Linked DNA regions of Mus musculus: region 1 is linked to region 2. Evidence: chromatin contacts called from public promoter capture Hi-C data. All regions are on one chromosome and are shown on one strand. The core of a region is the stretch at or near the end of the contact, and the rest is flanking DNA. Distances in the headings are between cores, read along the strand shown.

The links. Promoter capture Hi-C pulls out the DNA fragments that hold promoters and counts their contacts.
Region 1: a promoter capture Hi-C map of embryonic stem cells shows a contact between it and region 2, with 3 times the contacts expected there. The contact joins the promoter of Qrfprl here to the promoter of Atoh1 in region 2. A contact is called at or near these places in 4 of 39 promoter capture datasets (embryonic stem cells and stem cell-derived epiblast-like cells) and 1 of 115 datasets of contacts at active chromatin or transcription factors (embryonic stem cells).

Annotation. Positions count from the first base shown.
Region 1 is chr6:65,377,792-65,384,798 of GRCm38.p6, reverse strand. Qrfprl (pyroglutamylated RFamide peptide receptor like) reads right to left here and starts at 3,505. Exons shown (of 6, transcript NM_175524.4): 1 at 3,169-3,505. The coding sequence starts at 3,505.
Region 2 is chr6:64,725,943-64,733,234 of GRCm38.p6, reverse strand. It overlaps Atoh1 (atonal bHLH transcription factor 1), which reads right to left and starts at 4,110. Exons shown (of 1, transcript NM_007500.5): 1 at 1,990-4,110. The coding sequence starts at 3,912. The coding sequence ends at 2,857. Gm35851 (a long non-coding RNA gene) reads left to right here and starts at 4,374. Exons shown (of 3, transcript XR_377731.4): 1 at 4,374-4,674.

The DNA.
Region 1 (7,007 bases), core at 2,256-4,755, 650 kb before region 2:
CTGGCAATCTACAGGGCATTTTCTTGATTAAAGACTATTTGAGGGCTCAACCCATTGGGGGCTGTGCCACCCCTGCAAAGATGTTCTTAGGTTGTATAAGCAAGTAGAAAGGGCAACCCTACAAGGAAGAAACAGTGTTTCTCTCTGCCCACTGCTTCAGTTCCTTCCTCCAAGCTCTGGCCTTGAGTTCTTGACCCAACTCCTCTTTATGGTAGACAGAGACCCGGATATGTAAGACAGATAAACCCTTTCCTCTCCGAGTTGCTTTTGGTTAGTGTTTTATCCCAGCAATGGAAAGCAAACTAGGACAGGAGAGAAGTAAACTAGAAGGAAAGGCAGTCATCCACAGACCACCACTGTCAACACTGTTTAGTTGAGAGAATGCATGCATGTAGAGCTTATAGGCTATGTGTGACCAAGGCTAGACAGCTGCTTTATTTTACGCAATTGTATCTCACTCTTTACATCTGAGTTAGATGCCAGTATCGTTTGTAAAAATGTGTTCATGGTTTCTCTTAGGAAAAGAAAGGGGAAATAATTTGGAAATAGTGGCCACACCAGAAAATGTGACAGCCTTGCCCACAGCTCTGGAGTAAGCTACATTGCCCATCTAGGAGGCAGCCTCCCTCCTGCCATTGTCTGGCCCACCTTATGCCTGGAGGCATCTCAGAGGTATTTATATTTTACACTTTTATGTAACATTTTTTCTCCCCATTACAGTAGCTTTCTTTTCTTATTTCCTACCAATTCCCACGTACCAGCTGTGTATTTCTGAGACACCTTATACAGTGCTCTTAAAACATCAGACCTTTCTCTCTCCAAACTGTGGATGAACCCATTCTCCTCTGTGGAAAACGATCTGAATCATCCTTCAAGACACAGTTCAAACAACATAGCCTCAGAAAGCTTTCCCAACTCCCCTATGGTCCGAGAGCAAACTGAATCTTTTTCTAAATATTAACTACTGTCCTGGCTCACTTGGACTCCATTCTATTCTCCGAGGCCCTGCAAGGGACTATATAAGCTTATTTGTTTTTATAATCGCAAGGAAAAATCCTTTGCCATATAGCAGATTCTTAATCATTTTATCAAATGAATAAATTAAGAATTAGTTTTTAGGTCTCATTAATTTGGGTTAACCTGTGTTAATTTATCAAAGAAGTTCTGCAATACTCTCCTAACCTATAACATACAAGTTACTTCTCTTTCGTATCCTTAGCCAGTCCCTCTGTAGTCCATTTCTCCTCCTCTAAAGTTTTGTTGTTGGTCACTCAATATATGGAATATTATTTATTCCATAAGTCTTGTCCTAGATAAGTAAGAAGAGGCTATCTATAGTACTTCTAATACCTTGTACTTCCATGATACGACAACTTTTTTGGCTTATTTCTGGGTTTTGAGACAGCTTCACCTGCTGCCCAGGCTGGCCAGAAACATAAAATTCTTCTGCCTCTCTACCCATCTCAGTCCTGGAATTAGACGTGTGTTCTACTGAACTGGGGATAATCATGTTTTACAAACTACTTTTTCAGACACACTTTATTTTTACACCATCTCCATAAAATATAAGAATAACATATGACCCTCAGTGAATAGTTGGAAGCTACAGTGACACATCTTTCCCAGAGTGGGGGGGGGGGGGAAGCAGAAAGCTTGAGAGACTCCTCAGACTCCCCTCTCAGGGAAGATCTGTGACCTTCCTGAGTATCGTCCCTTAACCTGACTTGGAACAGAAGGTCTGTCTCACTCCTTCTTGCAAAGTTCTCCAAATTGTAACATGGTATTTAAAAATCGGGGCCCAGACATGTTCAACTAGCCCCACGTTAGAGCAAAGTAGTGAACCTGGTCTTTCCATAGCCAGCAGAGAACCTCAATTCTTGTGGTCAGTGTCACAGTGATGATGTAACCACCTCAGCAGAGCAAATATGTTTCTAAGTACATACAGGAAAAGTAGTAGTAACTCTATGACTTCTCCTCAAAAATGTAATATTTGATAATCCAAAACCCTCCATTGATGAACTTAGCTGTCTCAGGTAAATCTAGAATGCCCAAATGCAATTATTTTATCAGAGAAGATAAAACATTTCTAACCTATAATCTATTTACAGTGATCTATATACCCTGGGTCACTTTCAAGCCAAACCTATGTACTCAATATTTGATGGATTTTTTTTTTTTTAGGAAATATATCAGATGAAATGACAGCAATTTACTATCCTTATCCCCAACAATTAATGCAACTCAAGTTCATGAAAAACCGCAACACTGAAGGTATTCGCTGGTAATCCCCTAGTGGTAGGAGGTAAGGAGTGATGAAAGAGCCTCCAGTAGTTTAAATAAATTAGCCTTAGGGACAGAAATGGCAGGGTAAGAAGGCATAATGATCCATTTCTCATGCATTTACAACCACTTTCTAAGAATTTCAATGTACCCACAGGATACAGCACTCTAGAAAGCAGGGGTAGAATTGCTATTTCCTGCCTAAGTTGCCCTGGAAGCAGTGGGAGATCATTATCAGTGATCTCGAGGCCCCTGGAACCCAGCGTCCACCTTTCTTCTGTTCCACCCACTGCCTCTCTCATTGCCTCCAGTCTCTGATTTCTTTGCCAGTCCTACCCCTTGTTCTAATGAAGAGCAATTTCACCTGTCCTTTAGAAATGAAGAGGGGACATGTTTACTTAATATTACTAAACCAACACATTTTTGCTCAGTGTCTACTTGTTGTGAAAGGTTTTAAGTCTGTGTGTTATTAGTTAATACATGCAAAACCTTGTCTGGAAGCCACATATATAACTGGGAAGGAAACCTGGAAGTTGGGGGAAAGAAGAGAAAAAAAAATGACCTTTGAAATGTTTTATTATTTGAAAGATTATTCTAAAATTGCAATGGTTTATTTTAAACAGCGTGTGGGGGAACAGCATGTAATTACGGTGAGGGGCTGAAATGAATGAAGAATCATGCTGCTGTGGACTGTACTTAAATCTTACCACAATCAATATATCTATGGGACAAGGAGGGATGCTGGCCCCAAGCAGAAAATAAAACAAAGAAACAAACGCCCCCTCAGCAAGTAAGCCCTGCTGAGAAGTTCCAAAAATTCAGGGGTTCTCTTGATGGAGAAAACAAAAGGCGACCAGAAAGGAAAATGCCTAGCGGGGACCTCCTTACCCCCCAGCCAGGTGTCCGAGACGTTCTGGAGCATGGTGACCGGGATGCAGAAGAAGACGATGAGCAGGTCGCTGAGTGCCAGGGAGCAGATGAAGATGTTGGTGACGGTGCGCATGGCCTTGCTGCGGGTCACCACATAGACTACCAGGGCGTTGCCGAAGAGCGCCAGGGCAAAGATGAGCATGCCGACCAGCAGGAGGGCCAGCCTGGCGCGCGCGGGAAGCTGCGGGGTGAGCACCAGTGGCCGCAGCCCATAGTGCGCGATGAACTGAGCGCGCGTCAGGTTGTGCAGCCGAAGCAGCGCCGAGAGCTGCTCCGCGGTCAAGTTCCACGACATGCCGGGCTCGGGAGGCGTCTCGTCCGCGCGTGGGGCAGTCGAGGACCGGGAGGTATAGGAGAGAAGCCAGAAGCCGTGCCGCCGTGCCGTGCCGTGCCGTGCCCTGCCGTGCCGTGCGAGCGGCGCGAGAGAGTCTAGCAGTGACCAGAGCAAAGTCAGAGCCGCCAAACTGTTTGCAGTTCTAAGAAAGTTCCCAGCCAGGCGCTGCGGTCCTCAGAAACCTCGCAGCGCCACGCGAGGCTCAGTGTCCAGTTTTCTGGACCTTAGTGGAGCTGAACCCCGCCCCTCCGCGCACTTCCCAGCCCCTGGAGAGCCGCCTCCTGCAGCAAAGCACCTAACAAGGAGTGCCCTGCCTTGCTGGAACCACCCAAAGCCATGCCCCAGCCCAGGTTGATGATACTAAAACAAAAACTGTTGTTGAGGTTTGGAAAGCCTCTTGGTTCTCCTCTTGTAAAATCATGTATGGGCCACAACTACCCATGGCAAAGTGGAGTTCAAGTCTTTTCAGCTTTGAAATAATAATTACAGAAGAGAAGTTGCAGTCATAAAAAGAGGGTTCCAGGCATACTCTGACTTTCTCCGTTTTGTCATAACTGTGTATGACAAAGTACAAACCTAAAAATTGACATAGATAGAGAGAGAGAGAGAGAGAGAGAGAGAGAGAGAGAGAGAGTGTGTGTGTGTGTGTGTGTGTAACAAAATCAAGATACAAAACTCCATCACCGCCCAGATCTCACTCTGGGACATTTTCATGACCATGACCGCGCTCCTCCGTTCATGACCTCTAACCTCTAGCAGTCTCTGCACATCTGTCAAGAGTATAATAATATAAACAGAATCAGAATCTATATACTTTGTGTGTATGTGATCTCCTCCACCTTGACACAATATGCTGTAAACCTATCCAGGTTGTGAGATGTTTTGTAAATCTAACCAGGTTGTGAAGTGTATTGTCAATCTGTCCAAGTTGTGGGGTGTATTGCTGACATATACTAGTTTATTTCACTATTCCTTCCTTGTAAAACAGTTGGGGTGTCTCCAGCTTTGGGCTATAAAACTGCTATGAAGAAACATGGACTGGTTTCTGTATGGCTATAGTTTGCACTTTAATTATGGGAAGCATCAAGAAGTTTGTCTAGTCTGTGATGTTCTAGTTAGTTGTTTTGTTTTGTTTTTGTTTTGTTTAAACATCTTAGTACAAGGCAGAGTTTCTTATCAGCTTAGCACAAGAGAAGAGGAAACCACATTTGAGAAAATGCCTATAGGCAAGTCTGGGGAGTATTTTCTTGGTTAAAGACTAATGTGGGAGAGCCCGGATCTGGGTAGGCAGTGCCAACCCAGACAGGTGATTCTGGACGATATAGGAAATCAGGCTGAGCAAGCCATGAAAGAGCAAGCCAGTAAGCGGCACTGCTTCAAGCCCTTGTACCAGTGTCTGTCTTCAGGCTTCTGCCTTGAGTTCCTGCCATGGCTTCCCTCACTGATGGGGTATGACTTGAGAATTGTAAGCGAAATAGAAAGCCCTTTCTCCTCAAGCTGCTTTTGGCCCTGATGTCTTATAGCTACTGGGGTGATTCTGGACCACTGAAAAAGTATTGCTACTTGTGCTCTAGCCTCATAAAAAGAAGCTAAAAAGCTCTAGGAGCCCTATAGTTTAAAATAAAACTCTAATGCTATTGTAACACATGAGTGCTGGGGGGGGGGGGATTCTAAAATCATTTAGAAAATGGCCCAAAGTTGGAGAAGATACAACCTGGATTGCCATGAAAACTTAAAAATTTAGTCCAAACCTTTTCAATAGACAAATTTGGTGACTAGACTGCTATTCTAGTCCCCAACCTCACGTGCAATATTTGGACAGGTTGCTCATCCAGAAGATAAAGAGTTCCTGGCTGCATTGCTGACTAGAGACCCAAGGATGTTTCTGACAGTGCTGCTTTTGGGTCCCTACGCTAACTGCCTGTCTGGCAGCTATGTCCTGTTCTCAGCCTTCTCCTCTCTGACCTTGACTCCCATTTAAGAACGTGGAATGCTGATTTTTCTGGCTTTTTAAAGCTGAGTAGAGTAAGTTAGGAGAAGGACTGAAGGAACTGAAGGGGATAACAACCCCATACGAAGAACCATATCAACTAACTCCCAATGACTAAACCACCAAAGAGTATACGTGGGCTCCAGCTACATATGTAGCAGAGGACTGACTTATCTGGCATCAGTGGGAGGGGAGGCATTTGGTCCTGTGGAGGCTTGATGCCCCCAGAGAAGGGGGATGCTAGAGGGTAAGGCAGGAGTGGGTGGGTAGGTGGAGGAACACCCACTTAGAGGCAAAGGTGAGATTAATGGGTTGAAGGCTTCATGGAGGGGAGACTGGGAGGGAGACAACATTTGATATGTAAGCAAATAAAATAATTAATTTTTTAAAAAGAAAAGAAGTTGAGTGGAGTAGCTGAGTATTGAAGTCAGGGTACCCCTCCAATGGGTAGAGGACCCAAAAGTGTATCAATAGTTGCATTATGTTATTTATACATAACTCACCACACTCTGCTGATATCAGGATACCACTTTGAGCCAAGCATAAAAATTTCACTTTTTATCTCCCTTTAGCTTTCTTCAATATAACTGTCTGTACTGGCTAGTTTTGTGTCAACTTGACACAGCTGGAGTTACCACAGAGAAAGGAGCTTCAGTTGAGGAAATGCCTCCATGAGATCCAGCTGTAAGGCATCTTCTCAATTAGTGATCAAGGGGGAAAGGCCCCTTGTGGGTGGGACCATCTCTGGGCTGGTAGTCTTGGGTTTTATAAGAGAGCAGGCTGAGTAAGCCAGGAGAGGCAAGCCAGTAAAGAACATTCCTCCATGACCTCTGCATCAGCTCCTGCTCCCTGACCTGCTTGAGTTCCAGTCCTGACTTCCTTTGGTGATGAAAAGCAGCATGGAAGTGTAAGCCGAATAAACCCTTTCCTCCCCAACTGCTTCTTGGTCATGATGTTTGTGCAGGAATAGAAACCCTGACTAAGACACTGTCTTAAAGATTTCTTCTACAGTCATTTAGAATGACCTGTTATTCTAGTAATTTTATCTTCACCTGTTTAAAAAAGTCAAGATCATTAAGAGGAAATGGAAAATCTATTCAATTTACTCTCACTCTTCTTATTTCTTCTGTTCCTTATTATTATGACAGGATATCCTTTTGAATAATTCTTTTCCTTTTAAAATTCACACACACAGAAACATATGCATGCACACATGTACACATGCAGACCCACAATGCACATGCATGCATACATACATGCACACACTCACAAACACACACAACTAAGAAGTTTGAGGACAGCTTTCAAGAATCTGTTCTCTAAGTCCACCTTATGGAATCTGAGGATCAGACTTGGGTCATTGGGCCATTTACTTCTTCCCACTTAGCCCTAGATAATTCTTTTTCTTATTATTTCCTTTGTGCTTAGGAGACATTGTCTTGTTGTCTATTTTAAGGATGCTAGAATCAACAT
Region 2 (7,292 bases), core at 2,861-5,360:
GGGATGAAGAAAAGAGGCTAAAGTTTTAATTTGAACATTGAGCACACAATTCGCCACAAAATAATCTGACTTTGTTCCCATCGGGATGAGCTAGAAAAATTTTCCGTTGCCTTTCCATCAATTTGATATAGAATTAAAGTTTGAAATTCTGGTATGATTGTTTCCATTCTGAGAAGGGCGAACAGGAGTTGCTCACTCAGAGAGGTGAAGTGGAAGCTCTGCTCACCGCGGCAGCAAACATCCATCTGGACCTTAGACAGGCACAACTCCCAACCATTGAATTGCTGAAGAAGAAATCTGTGGCGGGCTCCCTGATCTGGTGATAAGGAACATCAAGTGCAGCCATGGACATTGGTATTTTCTGGCTGTGTGATTAGCTGCCATTTCACTATCTATAAAACGATGTGAAGAAAGGTGCTACCTGTGTTCTTTCTATTTTCTCAGAGTCAACGAAAATGATGTTGATGAAACCTTTTTCCTGGTTGGTTAACACAAAGTGGGTGGTTTTAAAATTTTGGTTGATTTCTTTGGGAGAAAAAGGGTTCCCCCCACCCTTTCCTTTCTCATTTTCCCAGCATGTACAAAAAAAATATATCAGCCACCATCCCCACCCTGATATACACACATAGGAAAGACCACACCAAGCCAAATAATATGACATATGCATATCAGAGTTGGTCCTCTGGTCTTGCTCATCTGTTTTCATCTGTTTTACTTATTAAGAGAGAAATGAAAATGTGTCCAAAGCAATTGTTTGGCTTTTTGTTTCTGTTATGCTTTTCAGCACTATAAAGATCCCCGATGCTTGTCTTAGTGGGTTATCTAAGGGCAGGTGCATTTCCTGGAAAGTGTCCCTGGCCACCCTGACCTTCTCCCAGAGAGTTGGCTGAGAGAACTGCTAAACTTCCCTGGAAGGGCTTCTACAGAAAGTCACCACACCCTGAGTGGTCAGCAGAGCTCTGCAATTCTTCCACAAATGGAAGAAAACCTGCACTCCCTGGGACAGCGCTTTTTCTACAGCTGCAATCTGTGAAGTTTTCCTTATACTAAGGTGATGACAGAGTAGGATACAAGAACTAGCAAATTAGCACCCCTTATTTTGTGGGGGTACCCTCATTTCTTACAACAAAGAAGACAATGAATTTGCGTATAGCCCACCCCTCAAATTCAGAGAGTATTCTGGACACTCGAGTTTCACGAATACTACAACACCTAAATTAGCCAATCAAATGCATTGTAAAAGTTCCGATTTCTACTCTCTACACATTCTGCATTAGCTCTCCTATGACCTCTGATCTTGAGATCCCAGAATAGATTCCTACCCCGTATAGACACCTGGGATGAGTGTAATAGCTCACTTAAGTGTCTGCAGCTGACTTAGAAGGTACTTGACTGGTTTGTTCTGGGGGAAAAAAATTAAAGGCAAATACTAGCTTTGTGTTGGAAGAAGTTGAGTTTGAAAAGAAAAAAAAAAACTTCAATGGCAGTCAGCATTAGTAGAGGCTTCTAGCTTCTTAGTGTTGAAACAATGGTTGCCAATCTATCTTTTCCATCAAGTTCTTTTCCATTGTCCGCTTCCCTTTTTGTAGCGATCTCTTCCCCTGGAGATCATGAGCTGTCCTGTGTACCTGAAAAGTTTTCAGCTATCTTTTTTTTTTTTTTTTTTTTTTTTTTTTTTTTTTTTTTGTGGATGTAAATAGGTAATCTCAGTGATATTAACCAGCATGGACCAGAGCCATGGAGACAGAGGGCACTGGCTTCTCTTGGAGTTTGTTGACTCTAGAAGAAGGGACACTGAATGATCCTGGCCACCCAAGGGCAAACCATGATGCAAAGCTGGGTACATTTAATCTCACAATTTATCGTGTAGCCGATGTTACTGTAGGATACTAGATTTGCAACATTCTTTAAAACAGCAAATCACATCATTTCTACCACTTACAACTTATTTTTAATGCTTTACTGGACTAGAACACGTGACAACGAAAAGGTTTTTTTTTTCCGAGTTTATTTTATCATTTGTAAAAGAGCATACATACATAAAGCAATGGCAACTGGATTTGCTAAATCAAAATAAAACGATCTCGAGTAGAAAATGTAAAAAAAAGGCAATTAAGTAGAAATGGGTCCAAATACGCAATAATAAATAACTTTTCTAATGTTAACAAAGCAAAATAAAATTGACCAAATGCCTTTGACACTACATGTTTTTTTTTAATTTTCATTTGCAAAAACAAACATTTGCAAAGAGTTTAATGATTATGAGTGGCTGTTTTTAAAATCAAAAGTTGCTCTGCATTGGCAGTTGAGTTTCTTCAAGGCGGCGCAGCGGCCAGTGATGAAGTGCGTGTATTCTGGGTCCGCTAGACACACTGCTGGACACACTTGGTGTCTAAGCTCTACAGATACTCTTATCTGCCCCTGCATTTTAACAACACAATAGTCCGTGTTCAGTAAAGTACCCAATGCGGGTCTCAAGCAGTTGGGGAAACAACTTCATTGACTAACTCCCTTATTTGTGAGTGAGCGCAACACGCAAGGATGAACTCCCAAGGTATAAAATAAGTGAAACCCAGACCAGAGGCAGAGATACGACATTTTAGCAGCATATTGGCAGCATGGACCATGAAACGATGCCACGTAAAGGTACATATAATGATACAGTATCTACATACAGAGGAAGGAGAAGGTAGGAGGAAGGGGATTGGAAGAGCTGCAGCCGTCCGAAGTCAAGTCGTTGCTAACAACGATCACCACAGACCAAAAATTAAAGGGTGCAGGGATATTTGTCACGGGGCTTCCCGCGCGCTAGGAAGGGCATTTGGTTGTCTCAGTTTTCAGGGAGCTGTTGCCTTCCTAACTGGCCTCATCAGAGTCACTGTAATGAGAGTGGGGGGAAAACTCTCCGTCACTTCTGTGGGATCTGGGAGATGTTTTGCTGTTGTCCTCCTGTACAGGCTGCAGGATGCCCCCGGGCAGCGAAGGCGACAGGTCCTTCTGTGCCATCATCGCTGTTAGGGCCCTGTCCTCGAAGGCTGGGAAGTGCAAAGCGTCCAGCTGCACCGAGTAACCCCCAGAGGAAGCTGGGCCTGAGAAGCGAGTCCGGCAAGGCCCGGGCGGGGTAGGTCTCGGGCCCCCTCCCGGGGCTGGCTGAGCCCCAGCTACCGCAGAGGCGCCCGCACCTCCTTCATAGGAGGAGGCGGTGCGAAGGTGATGGTGGTCATTTTTGCAGGAAGCTGTGGGCGGCGGCGGTTGCTCTCCGACATTGGGAGTCTGCAGCAACTCCGACAGAGCGTTGATGTAGATCTGGGCCATCTGTAGGGTCTCATATTTGGACAGCTTCTTGTCGTTGTTGAAGGACGGGATAACGTTGCGCAGCTGGTCGAAGGCGTGGTTCAGCCCGTGCATCCTGCGCCGTTCCCTTGCGTTTGCTGCCAGCCTCCTTTGCTTCTGTACCCCATTCACCTGTTTGCTGGAAGGGGCTCGCTGGCGGCTGCAGCCAAGCTCGTCCACTACAACCCCACCCTTCAGCTTGCACAGCTGTTCCCGTACTTTGACGGGCCCGGGGCTCTTGCTGAGGCCGCCACAGCCGCTTCTCCTTACCAGCTCACCCTGGCTGTCAGCCTCGTCCCGGGGCGCCGCGGCCTCGGAGGCACCCAGCTCGGGAGAATGCAGCAGATACTGGGCGGCGCGTGCCGTGCAGAGGCCCTGCAAAGTGGGAGTCAGCCAGGCGCGTGGGTCGGTGCTATCCAGGAGGGACAGTTCTGCCGGGTAGACGGGAAGGTCTCTCGCCTGCAGGGTAGCAGGTGGCTGTGGCGTCAGCGGCGGGACGTGGTGCGGCTGGGGATGGCGATGGTGGTCCCCCAACTCTTTTACCTCAGCCCACTCTTCTGCATGCAGCAGGCGGGACATCGCACTGCAATGGCTCGGAGGTGCCGTGTTAGAGGAGGTGCTGGCAACCCAGTTCAACGAAGGGGATAAGCCCCGAACAACAACAACAAAAACCTTCCTAGTCTCTTCTGCAAGGTCTGATTTTTTTTCCTTCCTCCTCTGACCCTCCCCCTCTCACTCGGAGATCGCACACCAGGTCGCGTGCAACGAAGCTTCTCCGGTTGCTGAAGGCGCTGCGCCCCTTTAAAAAGCGGCACGCGCCAGTGTATCTCCCCCGGCTCCCCTCCCAGCCCCCTCCTTGCGCCAGTCGCGTGTCTGCCCAGTCAAAGAAGGGGGCGGGCAGGCGCGTGCGAGGAGCCAATCAAAGAGTTTTTACACCCAGTGAAAAGTTACTGTGTGCCGAGGAGTTCAGCTCTGGCTCTGGAAAAAAAAAAAAAAAGAAAAAAAAATTCCCCCTTGTCCCTCTAGTCAGTTCTGGAAATTCATATGTTAATTGTGGGGCTGTAATTCGACTCCTGAGGGTGTCACCTCCCAGGCGACCTGAGTGAGGGGAATGGGGGGTGGGAGGGGAGAAGAAGCGGGCTCCCGGCTGGTGTCCTAGCGGCCCCAGCTCAGATGAGACCCAGGGTAGGCGGCTCCCGGCCAAGCTGGACGCGCCTAGAGCCTTCGGGGCACCAACTGGAGTAGCCCGCCTGGCCTGAGATCCCTCCAAGCCTGGATCACAGCTCTCAAGAAACTCGTAAAATCGCCCATGTGCAATGTGACAGAAATACATATAGAGAGGTGTGTATATAGCTCTTACCTATTGCACATTTAATTTGTAGAAGTGTTAAGTGGCGTCTAATCAAAAATCAGAACAAGGTGAAAACCATTCGCTTCTGGGAACGTATTTCTTAATTTTGACTTTGTCTGCATCTCTTGGTCCACATAGTACTTGGATTTTTTTTCATGTAGTCTTTTTTTTTTTTAATGGAAAGTAAAGCTGCGGTATAGTTATGACATACCAAAATCGGGATTGCCCCAGGAGCCTTTGAGCGTGTTTCTTAGAGCCCGTTAGGGTCTCAGTCTGCAAAAGCCCTTCGCGGAGGATATCGCGCTACGCTGAGCTATCGCAAGGGATCATGCAAACAGTTTCAAAACTCACAGCGTAGGACTCATAAACGCAGAGCCACAGGAGGCTGCCGGAATTAGTGCAAAAGGTCTTTGGGTTCTTTGTGATTCTGGGCATTTTGAAACTGCTGCCTCGGGAGGCCCCGGTTTACTAGTGCGCGTGGCTTCTTGCGCAAACGCCCAGAAACCACAGTCAAACCCACCTGTCCCGCTCTGTTTAGTTAGGGTGTTCACTCCCTCTATAAACCGCTCCCCTCCTACCTCTTTAGCCCTCCGCCTGGTAGTTTACCACAAAGAGCCAATCAGAAACTTCCTGGCTCGGGACACGCCCCAGCTTGCTCCTAGTGCTCTCCAGTTTGGGCTTTCTTCGTCCCTGGGGCACCAGAGTGGGTGGCAACTGTGGCTGGTGCTTTCGATTTTCAGGGTGGTTGCTACTCTAGGAGGACTTTCGTCTTCCGGCAGATGGTACCGCAGAAAGCTCCCTGGAACCTGTCTTTGCAGGGTCCAGTGCCGTTGAAATGTTCCGCTAGCAGGGACCTGATCCAACCTGCCATCTGGAGCTCCTTGTGCGAAGGATTTCAGCGGCTGGAGTAAACTAGTGTTTATATCTCACAAGATAGAGAAGGACAGAAGAGAGTTCAAAGTTATCGTCAGACTTCACCTGTTTCTCTATTTCCAGTGTGCCCATTTGCTACTGTATAAAGAACAGTTCCGGGCCTTCCAATGCTGACAGAAAGATCAGAGGAGCCCTTTTCTTAAAGAGTGTAAGCTCTGCAGAAATAAATACTCTAACAATAGATGGGGTGGGGGGTAGACAGGTAAATCAGGAAGTACCCTCCAAACCTAAAAGACAACCATCGACAACAATAAAGGAAAAGGTAATAATGCCTTTATTTGGCGGGTACAGCATTCTTCTGTATTTTTGGAGACTGGTCTGGGTACTGTTGAAATCAACCAACACTGTACCTAGCTTTACTAACTGTCAAGTACAATCTGAAAAGCAAGACTTTCCAGTAACCGAGGGACCCAACATCATCAATTGTGTATGAAAGACAACGTGAGAGCCTGGAAAGGTTAGGTAGCCATGACGGCTTTGTTCTTCATTTGGTGACTCTCTGACCTGTTAGCTGAAAGGTAGAAGTTTTTCCACAAGATGTCAGTACTAAATGTGCAGGGCGCTCAAATTTTCCTGGGATTTCTATCCTCCAGGTATTTTATTTGCATTTTAAATTTAACCACAAAACTTCCAAATACTTGTTTTTCTTTATGCTCAGAAAAACTCAAGGAATATAGACAAATGTTTGTGCAACACTTTTCATGCCACTGGTCTTAATTTATCAGATTTACACAACACTCACTAATGTAATTTCTTTTTAAAGAGCACATCTCAATTATTTTGTAAAGAAATGGATTATTTTAGGACTTCTAGGGACTGTATGTACATTTCTGTGATTAGTGGTATGATATTTCTCTGGTTTTGACTATGGATCTGTTTCTCTTCCCTTTCCCCTTCTCCTTTCCATTAGCTGAGTAACATAGGCCAGAGCGTGTCCATGGGATTGCAGCCTGCTTAGTGTGAACAGAGTGTCCCCGGGGAAGGTTTGGATTGGGGTGTCAGAACACAGAGTGGAGTGAATATTTATGGGTGCTGGCTGGTAGAATAGCAGCTCAGCTTGAAGCCTTTGCTCTGTGAGGATACCAAATTACTTACAAAAATTAGATAGAGAAATAAATTCTTGAGAAAAAAAAATCAGAGATCTAGTTATAAATTTATAAATTTACACAGAGCTTGGGTTAAAATTTCAGATTTTTATTTGAATTTAAAGTTTTGAATACACATGGGTAAGTGACATATAAATAGATACAGATAAGCGTGTGATTTAAACACCTAAATGTATTTATTTTTTTATTAATTTATTACGTATTTTCCTCAATTACATTTCCAATGCTATCCCAAAAGTCTACCATACCCTCCCCCGCAATTCCCTACCCACCCATTCCCATTTTTTTGGCCCTGGCGTTCCCCTGTACTGGGGCATATAAAGTTTGTGTGTCCAATGGGCCTCCCTTTCCAGTGGTGGCCAACTAGGCCATCTTTTGATACTTACGCAGCTAGAGTCAAGAGCTCCGGGGTACTGATTAGTTCATATTGTTGTTCCACCTATGGCCTTGCAGAACCCTTTAGCTCCTTGGGTACTTTCTCTAGCTCCTCCATTGGGAGCCCTGTGATCCATCTAATAGCTGACTGTGAGCATCCACTTCTGTGTTTGCTAGGCCCCGGCAGAGTCTCA